Linked DNA regions of Sus scrofa: region 2 is linked to region 1. The links are chromatin contacts, called in public HiChIP or PLAC-seq maps. All regions are on one chromosome and are shown on one strand. The core of a region is the stretch at or near the end of the contact, and the rest is flanking DNA. Distances in the headings are between cores, read along the strand shown.

The links. HiChIP or PLAC-seq counts read pairs in DNA pulled down with a chosen protein or histone mark.
Region 2: an H3K27ac HiChIP or PLAC-seq map of alveolar macrophages shows a contact between it and region 1. The contact joins two enhancer-like sites. A contact is called at or near these places in 1 of 47 Hi-C or Micro-C datasets (embryonic fibroblasts) and 1 of 2 datasets of contacts at active chromatin or transcription factors (alveolar macrophages).

Annotation. Positions count from the first base shown.
Region 1 is chr2:91,205,768-91,213,076 of Sscrofa11.1, reverse strand. No RefSeq gene overlaps it. Among named protein-coding and RNA genes, the nearest start is that of TMEM167A, 150 kb to the left of the region's middle. Within about 2 kb of position 3,461, at least 1 of the 83 cell types and tissues checked has an H3K27ac peak or open chromatin away from gene starts, as enhancers often do. A contact at or near this core is called in alveolar macrophages, where this site is marked.
Region 2 is chr2:91,660,635-91,667,943 of Sscrofa11.1, reverse strand. No RefSeq gene overlaps it. Among named protein-coding and RNA genes, the nearest start is that of VCAN, 35 kb to the left of the region's middle. Within about 2 kb of position 3,548, at least 1 of the 83 cell types and tissues checked has an H3K27ac peak or open chromatin away from gene starts, as enhancers often do. A contact at or near this core is called in alveolar macrophages, where this site is marked.

The DNA of each region.
Region 1 (7,309 bases), core at 2,212-4,711:
AAAGCTACGAATTAAAAAAATAATAATAATTGAGCAAGGAAAACTGTAAAACTTATAGTTAAGTCCAAATAGTATTTGATTACTTTAACAGAGAGTAACTGGCAATTAAAATTCCAGATATGCTCAAGAAAGAAGTGAGAAGAAGGGTGGAAATGTGTAGGGGGGTTGTGGGTTTGTAAAGACTATACTTATTAATTCATTCTCGCTGTTGTTCAATAAACATGCCTCTGAATAGTGTCCTTTTATCTCTTATTCTAAAGACCCCATGGGAACACAGTAACTGAAGTGGAGATATTGAGAGCAATTATGTTTAGGTAATTCAAACCAAGACACAACCAAAAATCTTTACATGTATCTTCTCAATACCTCAAATCAAAGGCAATTTTGAATTTCTCTTTACTTTGTTTTAATTATCCCCATGGTATTTCCTCAGTTTCCCAAATCATTTGGCAAAGGCAAAGACTGTATTTAAGCATGTTTATAACAAGATGTGGCTCTGGTTCAAATTTATCTTTACTCTCCTGCCTGCACTTCTTTGCATTTCAACCTTTATCTACCGTACCCTTGCCGATTTAATTTCAAATTATTTATAATTGGAACTGAACACTACACAAATTTGGGGTACTGTGAATATAATTTACTGGGACCAGCTGGGGAGCCAAAACTTGGATCAGTTTGTAAATGTTAGTGGGAATACCTAGATGTAAATTATTGATAGTCTAATCTGATCTATTAATTGACGGTTTTTCACAGAATTACCACCACTTCTTAAAGTTCTTATTACTGTCATCCATCATTTCCAGAAAAGAAGAAAAACGTGTTAAAAAGCATTTACTTTCATCAAATGGCATGGTTTCTGTGATTTTTCTATTATTATATGTAAAAACTCAATTTCTGATCTCCCTATGACATTATTAGTTTTATCAACTAAATACTGATGTTTTTATAATGGCATAAGAAAGCAATTTTTAAAGTTGTGTTCAAATTGTGTCAGCTTTTGTCATGAGATGTGTCATACGGCTGTTAGAAAATGACTTGGAAAAGTGATCCGCTTAGCATCTCTTCCTGTACAAGGGTTTGGAGATCAAGAGTTGCAATCGCTCTGGAGCTCACAGATTGGATGGGTACTAAAAGGAAGAGCAGCACTTTTGTGAATATCTATCTACCTCTGACTTCATAAATGATTCTGAAATAAGAGTCATGGGAACACTTTGGCCTGGGGCAGGACGGGGGGTGAAGAGAGAGATGATCCTTTTTCCTTCTATGTCTGCCTCGCCCCTGTGTACCTGCCCTTGTTTCTGCCTACAACTTGTTCTTTGTGACAGCTGCTCACACTTGGATCTTGAAGACTAAAGCTAAAGAATTCCACTGGGCATTCTGGAATAGATTATTATTGGCCTTTATGCCCCCTAAGAAGTTCCCTTTCAGCAAAATATCTCTTGCTGAAGATCAGGCTGTTGTATATAGCAGTGAAAAAACATTGCACTAGGAGTCAAAATCCTAGGTACTAGTCACAAACATTTTATTGCTAATCTAATCCTTGAGCTACTTTTTTAAAGGCCTAGACAGGCAACAGAAATTTTTAAGGCTGCACATGTAATTTATGAGTACTAGAAGAAGACAGTCAAAACTCTCCCATCCTCTACTTTTTTTTATATTAATGAAAAAAGGCTAGTATTGAATTATTTATTTGACACTACTTGGTTCGCTCTCATAGGGCTAATTACATCCTCCATGACTCCTTTCTGCTTACTTGCTGTGGGGCTTTCAGCAGGCTGTGCGGGACAGCCTGTTTCTACTGCTAGGCCCAGAAAACTCAAACATAGAGAACCACCTGTTTTCATTCATTAGATGTACTGTAATTTAAACTATTGTAAAATGAAGAAAGCTAAACTCATGTACCATTGTAATTAAAAGAAAAATCAAAATCCGATGGAAATATTTTGATTTTGAGTGTTCTGCGTTGCTGTACTAATATTGCATCTCTCTGAAGTTGGCCATTAGCATCCAGAAAGAAACAAGAAAATAGTTATTATCATTACTTATTAGGTAAAAAAACCCCTCAGCTTATGTTCACAAACTTGGTTACTACGTTAGACCATTATATTTTGATTAATCTATCTCACAAGCCTGAGTCTGAGCCCTGGATGGCCGTCCCATCCCAGTATATACCAACCACAACTTGAGGATTGATGACATATGAACCATCATAGAAGATGCTGGAAAAATGGAAAATATTACTTGTGATGGAAAAGGCCAAGAGATGAAAAACTTATTAAAAATATTGAAATAAATAAAATTAAGTGGCAGGTAGAAATTAAGACTTTTTTTTTTAAGTTTGGGTGATATGTATGCAATCATCAGTGGGACCTTTATTTCTTTTTCTTTTAATATGGAATGCTTCCCTCATCCCCATGTCATCCATGCACACTGGTCATGTTAATCTTTGAATCATTCCAATTTTAGTATATGTGCTGCTGAAGCAAGCACAGTGGGACATTTATTTTAACTGGAATAGGAAGTGCTACCAGCATAGGCATTTTTAATGGATGAAGATGGTTGATACACAGATACTCATGTAAGGTTTGGTATATTATCATCCCCCTAAGAAATGTAAGTGAACCAGCAAACTTTTCTTTTCTTGACATTGGTTTTATTTTTGGTCACCATAAGTTATGGGTAAACTGATTCTTTAAAAAAATAAAATAAAATAAAATCTGGGAGGTGCCTTTGTGGCTCAGCAGAAACGAATCAGACTAGTATCCATGAGGCTGCAGGTTTGATCCCTGGCCTCACTCAGTGGGTTAAGGATCTGATGTTGCTGTGAGCTGTGGTGTAGGTCACAGATGTGGCTCAGATCTGGCAGTGCTGTGGCTGTGGTGTAGGCCTGCAACTATAGCTCCGATTTGACCCCTAGCCTGGGAACCTCCATGTGCTGCAGGTGTGGCCCTGAAAGACAAATAAATAAATAATTAAATAATAAATAAATAAAATCTGAGTCACAAGGTAATAATGGCATGAAAAGACCTGTACCCATTTCTAAGCTCCTTTGAAGGAGGAGGGTGAAGTGGTCAAGGGCAGAACCAGGGCTGGGTCACAGCAGTTATCGTCAAGGGACCCCCTTCTTTTCCCCTTTCTTTCCTCCTCCTTCCTGTGTGACTAGCTTCATAATTGAGGACATTTCTGTGTGCAAAAAGGAGCTAATCATTTAGGGATCAAAATACTTTTGAACTGCAAGGGAGCAGATCTGAGCTTTGCTCAGTCAGTCCACCGGTCAGCCGTTAAATACTGGCCACAAGTTTAGAGGCAGGTGAGAAATGCAGGCAAGAAGGGACAATTTAGGGGAGGGTAAGTCAAGGGCTTTTGTTCTAACCAGTAGAGGGATGAGGTGGGTGCTGAAGAGGTTTGGAGCAACCCTTGTCTGGGATTGTGGAACTGGGCAAGACAGTCATGTTTAGGGGAAATTTCACTTGGCATCTGGCCATGGTTATTTTGGGCACAACCATGCTAGGCTTTTCAATCAGAGTGAGTAACTTCCCTGTAGAATTTATTATCTGTAAAGCAATCATAATTGCTTGTCTGGGGGATATACAGAGAGGAAGATGATCCAAGCTGCTTAAGTACCTAACAAAGACTTCTGTCACTTTTACTTCCCTCACTGTTTGAATTTGCAGGTTTCTACCTGCTTCCATTTATGATAACACAGAGAAAAACAGCTCAAGTTCTTAAAATGAATAAAGTAGCTTGAATGTAATACTGATTTTATTTGAATACTTATTTTCAACCATTTAGCTCCCTTTGGCGATCATTCCTCTGAGGAAAAGAGATGACAGCAAAGAAGGGCCTCCAGTTTTAACCGGTTTACCTATTTGCTTTTGTCTGAGCTTGTGGTTTGTCCTGACACGATGCACAAATACATGGAGAGAGATTCTTGGGGAAAGACAAGTAGGAAAACTGCTATTTATTTGTAAAGGGCAGTTGACATTATGCGTCTTTTGTGTTGTGGGGAGACACGTTGATCCAGTATGCTGAAGAAACATGATTCTGTAGAATTAGTATTTCACAGAGCAAATAAAAATGTCATTTCAAAGTCTGGCTTTTTTTTTTTTTTTTTTTTTGGTGTTTTATAGCAGCACCTGCAGCATATGGAAGTTCCCAGGCTGGGGGTCGAATCTGAGCTGCAGCTGCAGGCTTACATCACAGCCACAGCAATGCCAGATCCAAGCCATGTCTGCCACCTACACCACCCTGGGGGCAATACTGGATCCTTAACCCACTGAGAAGGCCAGGGATCGAACCTGCATCTTCATGAATACTAGTTGGGTTCATAACCGCTGAGCCTTAACAGGAACTTCAAAGTCTGGCATTTTGATAATTAAGGGTTCTTTACCTCAATAAATGAATTTTTCTTTAAAAAAATTATTAAACTGATAATGACTTTCTTATCTTTTCAGTTCACTTATATGTATAATGGGAAGAGTTACCATCTATTTAGCTTTAGTGCGACTTGGGTCCTTTGCAGAACTTTACATACTGATTTTCTCTGCGCTATTTCCTCTGAAAGTATTTATCAGAAGATTTTGGGTTGTTAATTAATCTGCCTCTTTCTGCTCTATGCCTGAGAATGAGATTCTCAAAGGAACATCCAAGTTCCTTCTGCATTGGGGTAATCTGCACAATTTCTTCAATGCAGATTCCTGGGCCATCATCCACATCTATAGAATCATATTTTCTGAGCGTGAGGCCCAGAATTTTGCATTTTTAGTAAACTCATCAGATGATGCACACTAGAATTTCAAAATTCTATCACAGTGGGAAAATATATTGTCCAGGGAATAGCAGCTTTAATGTAAAAGTAGGGCATGAGCTTTTTTTTCAAGGGAATACACTCATGCTTCAAGAAGAAATTTTATTAACTTGCACACTAAAAATGTACATTTCCGGAGTTCCCGTCGTGGCGCAGTGGTTAACGAATCCGACTAGGAACCATGAGGTTGCGGGTTCCATCCCTGCCCTTGCTCAGTGGGTTAACGATCTGGCGTTGCCGTGAGCTGTGGTGTAGGTTGCAGACGTGGCTCGGATCCCGCGTTGCTGTGGCTCTGGCGTAGGCCGGTGGCTACAGCTCCGATTGGACCCCTAGCCTGGGAACCTCCATATGCCGCTGGAGCGGCCCAAGAAATAGCAACAACAACAAAAAGACAAAAGACAAAAAAAAAAAAAAAAAAAAAAGTACATTTCCAATAGTATTTAGTAGGGAGCACTTATTATACTGGTAATTTACTGGCAGGATTAACTGAACTGGGCTATATGCTTAACGTAGGAATGCATACTTTCCCTTATGGGAGGTTTAAATGTGACAAAATGTTACTATATTGCATGAGCAGCCACAGAGATTGGCATTCCTGTGAATGTGCGTCACAGGAGGCTTTTCTGTCCCATTGCGCCATGCAAAAGCAGGACTCAGCAACATCCTGGTCCTATAATTATTAAATGTACAATTGCTTGTATCTGACAACTAACAGAGCTTGATGATAACACTTCAGTAGCTTGATATGGCACTCTCTAAACTTTTGTTAATGACTTATTATATTATCAAGACTTTCAAAAATGTCTATCAAAGCAGGAACTTTGAAATAGGTCACACAGAGACAAATATCAGCACTGAAATGGACTACAACTTGCCTTCTCAGTGCTTATGGTAAGAGCAGTCATTCCAGCCCCAGCTGCCTGTTTTAATCACTCATAGAGCTTCCTAATGAACACCCATATCTAAGCCTTGCCCCAGAACTTCTGATTTTATTATGCGGTGGTGGAAGAACTGGAAAAGAACACCTTCCATCCTGGAAGGCTGAAGAGAAGTACATTTTGAGAAAAAAATGGGCTGACATAAAATGTTTAATAGATAAACCACGACATTTACTAGCACCTTCTGTTAATGAAGATTATAGTGTCTGAAATTTCCCTGGTGGCTCAGCGGGTTAAGAATCCATCACTGTTACTGCTCTGGCTCAGGTCACTGTTGCAGTGTGAGAATGGGAAGGGAGCCATCATCAAAATATGATTTCAAGACTTGCCTTGAAGTATGAGGATGATTGGGTTTTGGTGATGTGGAGAAGAAGAAGCCAAAGCCTGAAGGGGGAGGTGGAGCTATAGCTCAGATGGAAACCCATCAGCTCTGCACTGCGCTGGAGAATGTGGTTTGTAGAATCAAAGGGACGGTGGTGAGTAGAAGTGAAGCTGGGGGCACAGAAAATGAGGTTAAGTGAAGTACAGAATATAGACTCCTCTGCCATAGCCTTCCCTTTCCCTGTACGTAGTGCTCCTGGAAGACAGGCACGCACTCCTTTAACAAACAGACAGATGTAAAAAGGAGGAAGGCCTTTTCTCACAGTGATGAATGAATAATCTAAAAGAACCAGGACAGCCAGAAAGGGCACTGGAGCAAATGCCTCAATTCTGTCATTTTAGAGTCCCCCTGGTTTGAGAGCTAGCCAGTTGACAAGCCTACTTGCCCCCAGAGAGTTCATAGACTGAATCTTATGTGGCCTTGTGTTTAATTATAAAAGAAAAATGAAGAACACTGAAACGTGAAAACCCTGCAACAAAAAGAAGAATATCAAAATTAAAAAGAAAAATATGATCCTAAAGGAGATAGAGTTAATTCAGAATTCAGGGAAAAAACCCTTCTTCTAATCAATATTAGAGAATCAGAGAAGATTCTGCATCCATAAAACAAAAACAGGATGCAATGAAAAAAAAAATTAGAGAACAAAAAGAACTCTAGATACTTAAAAATATAGTTTTTCAGACTATGCAACAAAGCTACAGTTACCAATACAATATGGTACTGAAACAAAAACAGAAATATAGCTCAATGGAACAGGATAGAAAACCCAGAAATAAACCCAAGCATCTATGGCCAACTAATATATGACAAAGGAGGCAAGAACATACAGTGGAAGAAAGACAGTCTCTTCAATAAGTGGTGCTGGGAAAACTGAACAGCTACATGTAAAAGAATGAAATGAAAACACTAACACTATATACAAAAATAAACTCAAAATGTGTTAAAGACCTAAATGTAAGGCCAGATACTATAAAAATCCTAGAGGAAAACATAGGCAGAATGCTCTTTGACATAAATCACAGCAACATCTTATTTGATCCTAGAATAATGACAATAAAGACAAAAATAAACCAACGGGACTTAAATAAACTCAAAAGCCTTTGCTCAGCAGAGGAAACCATTAAAATGAAAGACAACCTACAGAATGGGAGAGAATCTTCAGAAACTATGCAACAGACAAGG
Region 2 (7,309 bases), core at 2,299-4,798, 450 kb before region 1:
TCTTTTGAGTGACACACACAAAAACTTCACAAATATATTTTTTCATTTCTTCGATTCTTGACACGCATATGAGGGACTGTTGGCCCAGTTAACCATATCACATAAATTAAGAAAATGAGAATTATGAAATTACTTTTGGTTCATATTTAAACTCTATCTTTAGAATTCTCATTCCTTAGTTTTGCACTTTCTCTCTGAGGAGGAAAGTGAACTTGGCATAGTGCTGTCATTCACCTCAGAAAAGTTAGTTGATGTCTCAACTTCCTTGAGGCATGATAGTGACCAAGCATGAGCCTCAGGGGCTCCAGATCCATGTTCACCACAACAGACCTGAGTTTTAAATCTCTTCCTGAATGTTTTGCTAGTTTAAACTGGCCTTCCTGTCTCCCTTTGTTCAACTGTGTGTATATATCTCCTCTATATAATACTAGAAACAATCCTTGCGAGTCTTACACTGCCAAGTTTAGATCAAATCAAAATGTGTGGTTTCTGTTTCAAACTGACCTGGAACCTTTGGTGTTTGGGCTTGTTGAATCTTGGCAAAGTTTTGTTTCCTGTTTCTAAGAATGAACTATTATTAGGCTCAAAGGCTTCTTGCCCTCTAATAATTCTTAGAAAGCAAATGATCATTGTGTGAGTGGATTTAGTACATTAAACATTCATTTTAGTGAAATAAAGCCTGGAAGAATCCAAAAAGAAACATAAAGAAAATGTGCTCAATAAAAATCATTTGTATTTAACAAAAGTCTAAAACACTTGAAAATAGTTTATAATCTTATATATTTAAAATACTAAGGAGAATTTTAGTCCTGGAAATTTACCTCAGAAGTGTTACTGTCATGAAACTCTATGAAATAACTTTTATTTAGAAAAAAGCTCAGGCTGGAAATCAGGACACAAAGATCAAATTTTCCTCTGTCCATAAAAAAAAATACGTAAAAGATGTTAGCCTCTGCTACTAATTTGTTTAACATTGTTTCCAAAGTAAGTTAGTATACTTTTTTTTTTTTTTTTTTTTGGACCAAAACACTTTGTAGAAAAGACTGGTCCAACTTTTTCAATTTCTTCCAATGTGGGAAGAAAGGAGAGGTGGACCTTTTGGTAAAGCTTACATAAATGTAAAGGTGACACAAATGGGGATGCACTGCGTTATTCACCATGGGGAGTCATCCCCAATGGCCACAGAAAGTCAGCCTGCAGCCTCACTCTCCTTGTCACTGTCTCCCAGGGTGTGCTTATCAAAGATGCATACTGTGATGCCAGATTTCCAAACTCAAGTACAAGTTTATTTTACATTTTTAGAATGGATTTCATCTGCTTGAACGGATTCTTAAGGAAGTCAAACAAAAGAGGAGCCATTCTTGTCAGCAGCTGGTTTTGGAGTTCCAGTAATGATAGATTCACACACTGTCTAGGTGTTATGCACACTCCATGGGGAATGGGGAGTGTGCTCGCCCATTGTCAGGGTCGGCTTTGTGGATATCCTGAGGCAGAGGTGTCCACTTTTTTGGTTCTGCAGTCCTGCTGGTGGTTTGGCCCCTTGTAAGTTGGATGTCGTCACAATGGTGGGTAATTGAGAAGAGATGGCTGCTGTATAATCTGGGAGGGGTGAGGGCTCTGGAGGCAATTTGGGCAGAGAATGTGGTGGTGACATGGGGGCAAGCTCTGAGTAGCTGATCAGGAGCAAGCTCTAGGTTCCAGCCAAGTACACTTGAAGAAGGAAACTGCAGTCATTTAGTATCTATGCACTCACTAAATTTTTATGCTGTAGTTTCAATTGTCAGAAGACAGTAATAGACTTCTGTTTCTGGTCACAATAGGATTCAAGGACCATATAAATCCTTTCATATTAAACAATCAGAAAACATGACAAAATATGTGAAAATAATTTTAAGACATTGGACAACGAATCACAAGGCTATTATCCCAGAGGAGGGCAAGGAAGAGGAGAGCTTAGGCCTGGAGGCAGCTTACAGGTTACAGCACAGGACAATGAGCCATGTACAAAGCACGGGGGTTTCAGTGAGTCAAGGGGATAGACATCAGAGTCTAGCAAAGCCAAAGAAGTTAGAATTTATGGGACAGAGTTACCAGAGAACGGAACTGCATAGAGGGAGAAAGCTCTGGATGTGCAAATGTGTTCCCTTAAGTCAGGCTGGGTCATGATCTACACGACCGTGGAAGGAAACCATCAAGATTTTATTCATAAGGAAACAGGAGACAACCAAAATTAAGAAATAGTCTACAGAATAACAGGCCTACAGGTTTCAAAGAGTCAAGGTCAAGAAAATGAAAGGAAGACCAAAGAACTAACCTAGACTAAAGAAGTCTAAAATGACCTAACAAGGAAATACACCAAGTGATCTTGAAATGGATCCTGCAGCTCTGCAATGGTTCAAGGAAAGGTGGTAGGTAATTTAGCCTTGTGGCATAAAGAGCCAAGCATTCACCACTAGGTTACAAATCACAAAAAGGCAGGAAACATGTTAGTTGTGTTCATTACCAGATACCTAGTGACTAGCACCCCAAAATGCTTTACATATACACATAGACACTCAAGAAATATTTTCTAAAATAAGGGATATTGGAGTTCCCATCGTGGCTTAGTGGTTAACGAACCCAACTAGTATCCATGATGACATGGGTTTGATCCCTGGCCTTGCTCAGTGGGTTAAGGATCCAGTGTTGCTGTGAGCTGTGCTGTACGTCACAGACGCAGCTTGGACCCTGCATTGCTGTGGCTGTGGTGTAGGCTGGTTACAGCTCCAATTAGATCCTTCGCCTGGGAACCCCCACTGCCATGGGTGCGGCTCTAAAAAAATAAATAAATAAAATAAGGGATATGTGAATGCATATTGTGTTGGTGGTGATTTTTATTATTTATTTTTATTACTACTATTAATTTGGAAGTTCCCAGGCTAGAGGATGAATAGGAGCTACAGCTGCCAGCCTATGCCACAGCAACGGTAGTAGCCGAGCTGCATCTTCGACCTACAGCAGGTCAAAGTAGTTCATGGCAACGCCAGATCTCCAACCCACTGAGCGAGGCCAGGGATCAAATTCTCATCCTCATGGATTCTAGTCAGATTCATTTCCGAAGGGAACTCCTTTTGGTGGGTTTTTAGATCCCTTGTTCGCTATTCCTATTTTCTTTTCTTTTTTTTTTTTTTTTTTTTTTTTTTTTTTTTGTCTTTTTTTTTGCTATTTCTTTGGGCCGCTCCCGAGGCATATGGAGGTTCCCAGGCTAGGGGTTGAATTGGAGCTGTAGCCACCGGCCTATGCCAGAGCCACAGCAACGTGGGATCCGAGCCGCGTCTGCAACCTACACCACAGCTCACGGCAACGCCGGATCATTAACCCGCTGAGCAAGTGCAGGGACCGAACCCACAACCTCATGGTTCCTAGTCGGATTCGTTAACCACTGCGCCACGACGGGAACTCCCTGCTATTCCTATTTTCTGAACTTGGTTGTTTCCATGTCTGGAGCTTCCTGGTTCCTCTAGAATTACAAATGGGGAGAGGGTGTCCTTCACTTGTGCTGCTCCTCCCACAGCCCTCTGCTTCCTCTCTCCTTAATGACTAAGCTTTTGGCTTTTCTGCCCAGTCACCCCATGGACATACACATAAGGTTAAGAAATTGAATAATAATGGGAAAAAAAAGAATGTATACATGTAAGTGTAACTGGGTCACCGTGCTGTACAGTAGAAAAAAAAAATTGTATTGGGGAAATAACAATTTAAAAAAAAAACTAAAAAAAAAAAAAAAAAGAAATTGAATAACAGTTCACAACCAGAAGAAGGTCCATTATCCACAAAATACCTGGGTTTTTTCCATTGAGGCACTACAGTTACCATTCCTCCCAAATTCAGTGCCTGCACTTTTTATAGCCTTGGCCTGGAGAGCTGCATAATGACTTTTTGTTTTTGTTTTTGTTAAAAAGAGGCCAGCTTGTTGGGATCCAACAAGGGCTACTGTTTCCTGTAGGTACTGGGAATATTTCGATTAATCTTAGTAACAACCCCTATCAGCACTGAACATAGTGAATTATACATGGTAGATTCTTCCCCCCACTCCATGTTTTAAAATAGACTTTATTTTTCAGAGCAGTTTTAGGTGCACAACAAAATTAGAAGATAAAAGAGTTCCTTTATATCCCCTGAACCTACACAGGTACAACCTCCCCGTCTATCCTGCCCTACATCCCCCACCACAGTGGTACATTTGTTCCGGTAGACTCCTAGTTATAAATACATATGCTCATATTCATGCGCACGTGCACACACACACACACACACACTCACACGGAATACATTTACTGTCCATGCATCACACTTCACAATAAAGACATTTATTGATCTTGTAGGTTTCCTGTCTGTGAAACAGAAGGTGGTTGGGGTTGATTAACAGAAGTCTCCACTACATGTTATTTTAATTGTGCTATGGTAAAGGAGTCTGTATCTCCAACTGAACAGACAATTTATGCTTCATTAAATTCTCCTCTCGTCTTTGCACTTCAGGTACTTCGATTAGATGGCAGCTCTATTTTGAATGGCTCATTCAAGCATGACAAGATGCCAGTGAGTATCTGGAGAAGCAAAAGAATTAAAAGCACCCTTTACGTCTGGAAGACACTACCTCTCACTTCTTATAACACTCAATTGAACCCAGTGGTTCATAAATATTCACAAGTCTGAAAAAAAGTATCTTAGATAAATGAACAAACATCACAGAATTCCTTGATAGGAGGCTCAACTCATACTTCAAAATTAGAAATTTATTTTTGCAGAAGTGAAATGTTTGCCTCATCAGGCACATTTGAGAACTAGGTGGCTCAGAGATCTATTAGTTTTTAATTACAGTATGCACAGAATATTAACTCTTCAGTGATTGAATCTGATCACCAATACATAAAGCCTGCAAGATGTAAAGCTTGAAGATTTTTATGTTCTGAAATTGAATGATACATTGCATATTTGAATATTTTCTTTGAAATTCAAAGCTTAATTTCAGTCCAAATATGAGTTATATTTCTACACTCATATATTGACTTGGATTTACACCAACAAAAAGCTTTAAATATGTGGGGATAAGATTTTGTACAAGTTGTTTTACCAGTATCATAACTTCATAGAGAACCAGGCAGCCTGTAGTTTCATCAGCGAAAAGCTGAGAATCTTAAATTTGTTTCTAATAATAAAATTACTACTGACTCCTTTTGAAGTAAGGCTTTACAATATTTTTAAGTTGTTTATATTCATGAACCAATAAATAATATAAAATGATTCTTTCAACTCATCATTTCAGAAGACATCATCTTTAAAACAGAGCCTTTATGGCTGGATGTTCATACTTCTTTTTTAAAAAGACACCATTTTCTCTGGGATTTCTGCCCTACTTTCCATAGTGTCGGATAAAATGCCTTCCTCACTTTATTCCCCAGCTTGCTAACATCCAGATGCCTTGGAAATTGAGCTAGGAGCTAGAGTACTCTTTTTGCATTTATATTTTCTCTTTCAAGATGGAAACGAGGGCCTTTTTAAAGCAGTTTAATCATTTCTCGGTGGTACAGGTTAATTCCAGAAGAAATTCAATGGAAATATGAATACTCAGAGAAAAAATGGAAAAACTCAGGGAAGCCAACTGAAATGATTATCAGTGATATTCATGATATGAGCTCAGCTGACAGATTTAATTATTCAGTAGCAACCTTACAATTCCATTGTCTTTCCTCAATGGCTGGGAAAATATTTTTTATGAAAATTGCTTCTTTAGCTTATTTACTATCTTGCATGTCCAGAAGTCCTTTGAACCACTGCTGGTATTTGTTTCACCAAATCCCTTCTCTTTCACTGGAGCCATGGCTCTCCCCCTTCCTGCCTCCACACATACTTTCCTTAAACAAACATCCTTTAAAAAAAAAAAGCAAAGAAAATCTCCACTTTCCATTTTTGTTTGACTTCCCACACATTGCTGTTAACTCTTCCCAAACAGATAGAAGACCTGCTTGGACTCTTCCACTGGTGGCTTTTTCACAAGATCTCTTCTCTCTAAATACTGTGATATATTCCTCTGAAAAGAAATTGTCCCTTTCAGGGTCACCCCCCACCCCCGAAGAGTTATCATGTCATCTGTAAACTTTGCTATTTTCACAGTAATAGCTCTCCAGTGGCAAAGATTACATGGATGGAATGGCCAAGTGCATGGTTTAAAAAAAAAAAAAAAAAAAAAACCACCTCACAATTGATGTTTCTCTCATGTGGCATTTCCTAAGTAAAGAGAAAAGGTTGAAGATGGAAGGAGACAAACCCACCAATAACCTCTGGTTAAAGGAAAGGTGCATACATGAAGATAAAAAAAATTATTCCTTCACTTCATCATCGTTATTTTCTCGCTTTGCCCCTGAGCCAGGAAGGGTGTGGCCCCTGAGCTCTCAGGTGCAGGATCATTTCAGAGTACAAATCCACCTTGTGCATGCAGGCATGTAATAAGGAAACTATCAATTCACAATGCCTCTTGGCAACCAGGAAGACTGTCCTTCAGAGTGTGTGTGTGTGTGTGAGGGTGTGTGTGAGGGTGTGTGTGTGTGTGTGTATGAGTGTGTGTGGGGGGTTGGGGAGGATAGGTAGACTTGTCTTTGTCACACAGAGAAACTACTTCTAACATGAGATCATAGAAAAACTTCTCTAGCATGATTTTATTATTTTTTATTTATTTACTTATTTATTCTGTCTTTTGAGGGCCACACCTGCAGCATATGGAGGTTCCCAGCCTAGGGGTCAAATCAGAGCTGTAGCTGGTGGCCTACACCACAGCCACTGCCATGCTAGATCCAAGCTGCATGTGTGACCTATACACAGCTCACAGCAATGTGGATCCTTAACTCACTGAGCAGGCCAGGGATGAATCTGCATCTTCATGGGTACTAGTCAGATTCGTTGCTGCTGAGCCATGAATGGAACTCCTCTAGCATGATTTTAAAATGATATAAGGCTTTTACTTAGAAAACACATTTAAGGAAGAAGTACATCATCAGGAGATTATCCCAAACCTAAAATTTTATAATAATATTGTACTTGGATCTGTTGCTACTAACCCCACCTGTCTTTATATATAAAATTAACTTCCTTAGAATCAACTGCAGGTTTCCTTATAATGCAAATATCTGTCAATAGATAGACAGATCTCCCTATATAAAGTGACATCTTTTATATGTTGATTATACAGAATTCTTTGTAGGATAAGAATTCGATATATATAAACACATAATAGAGGTTTCTACTTATCAATATATATTACAGAGATACCTAC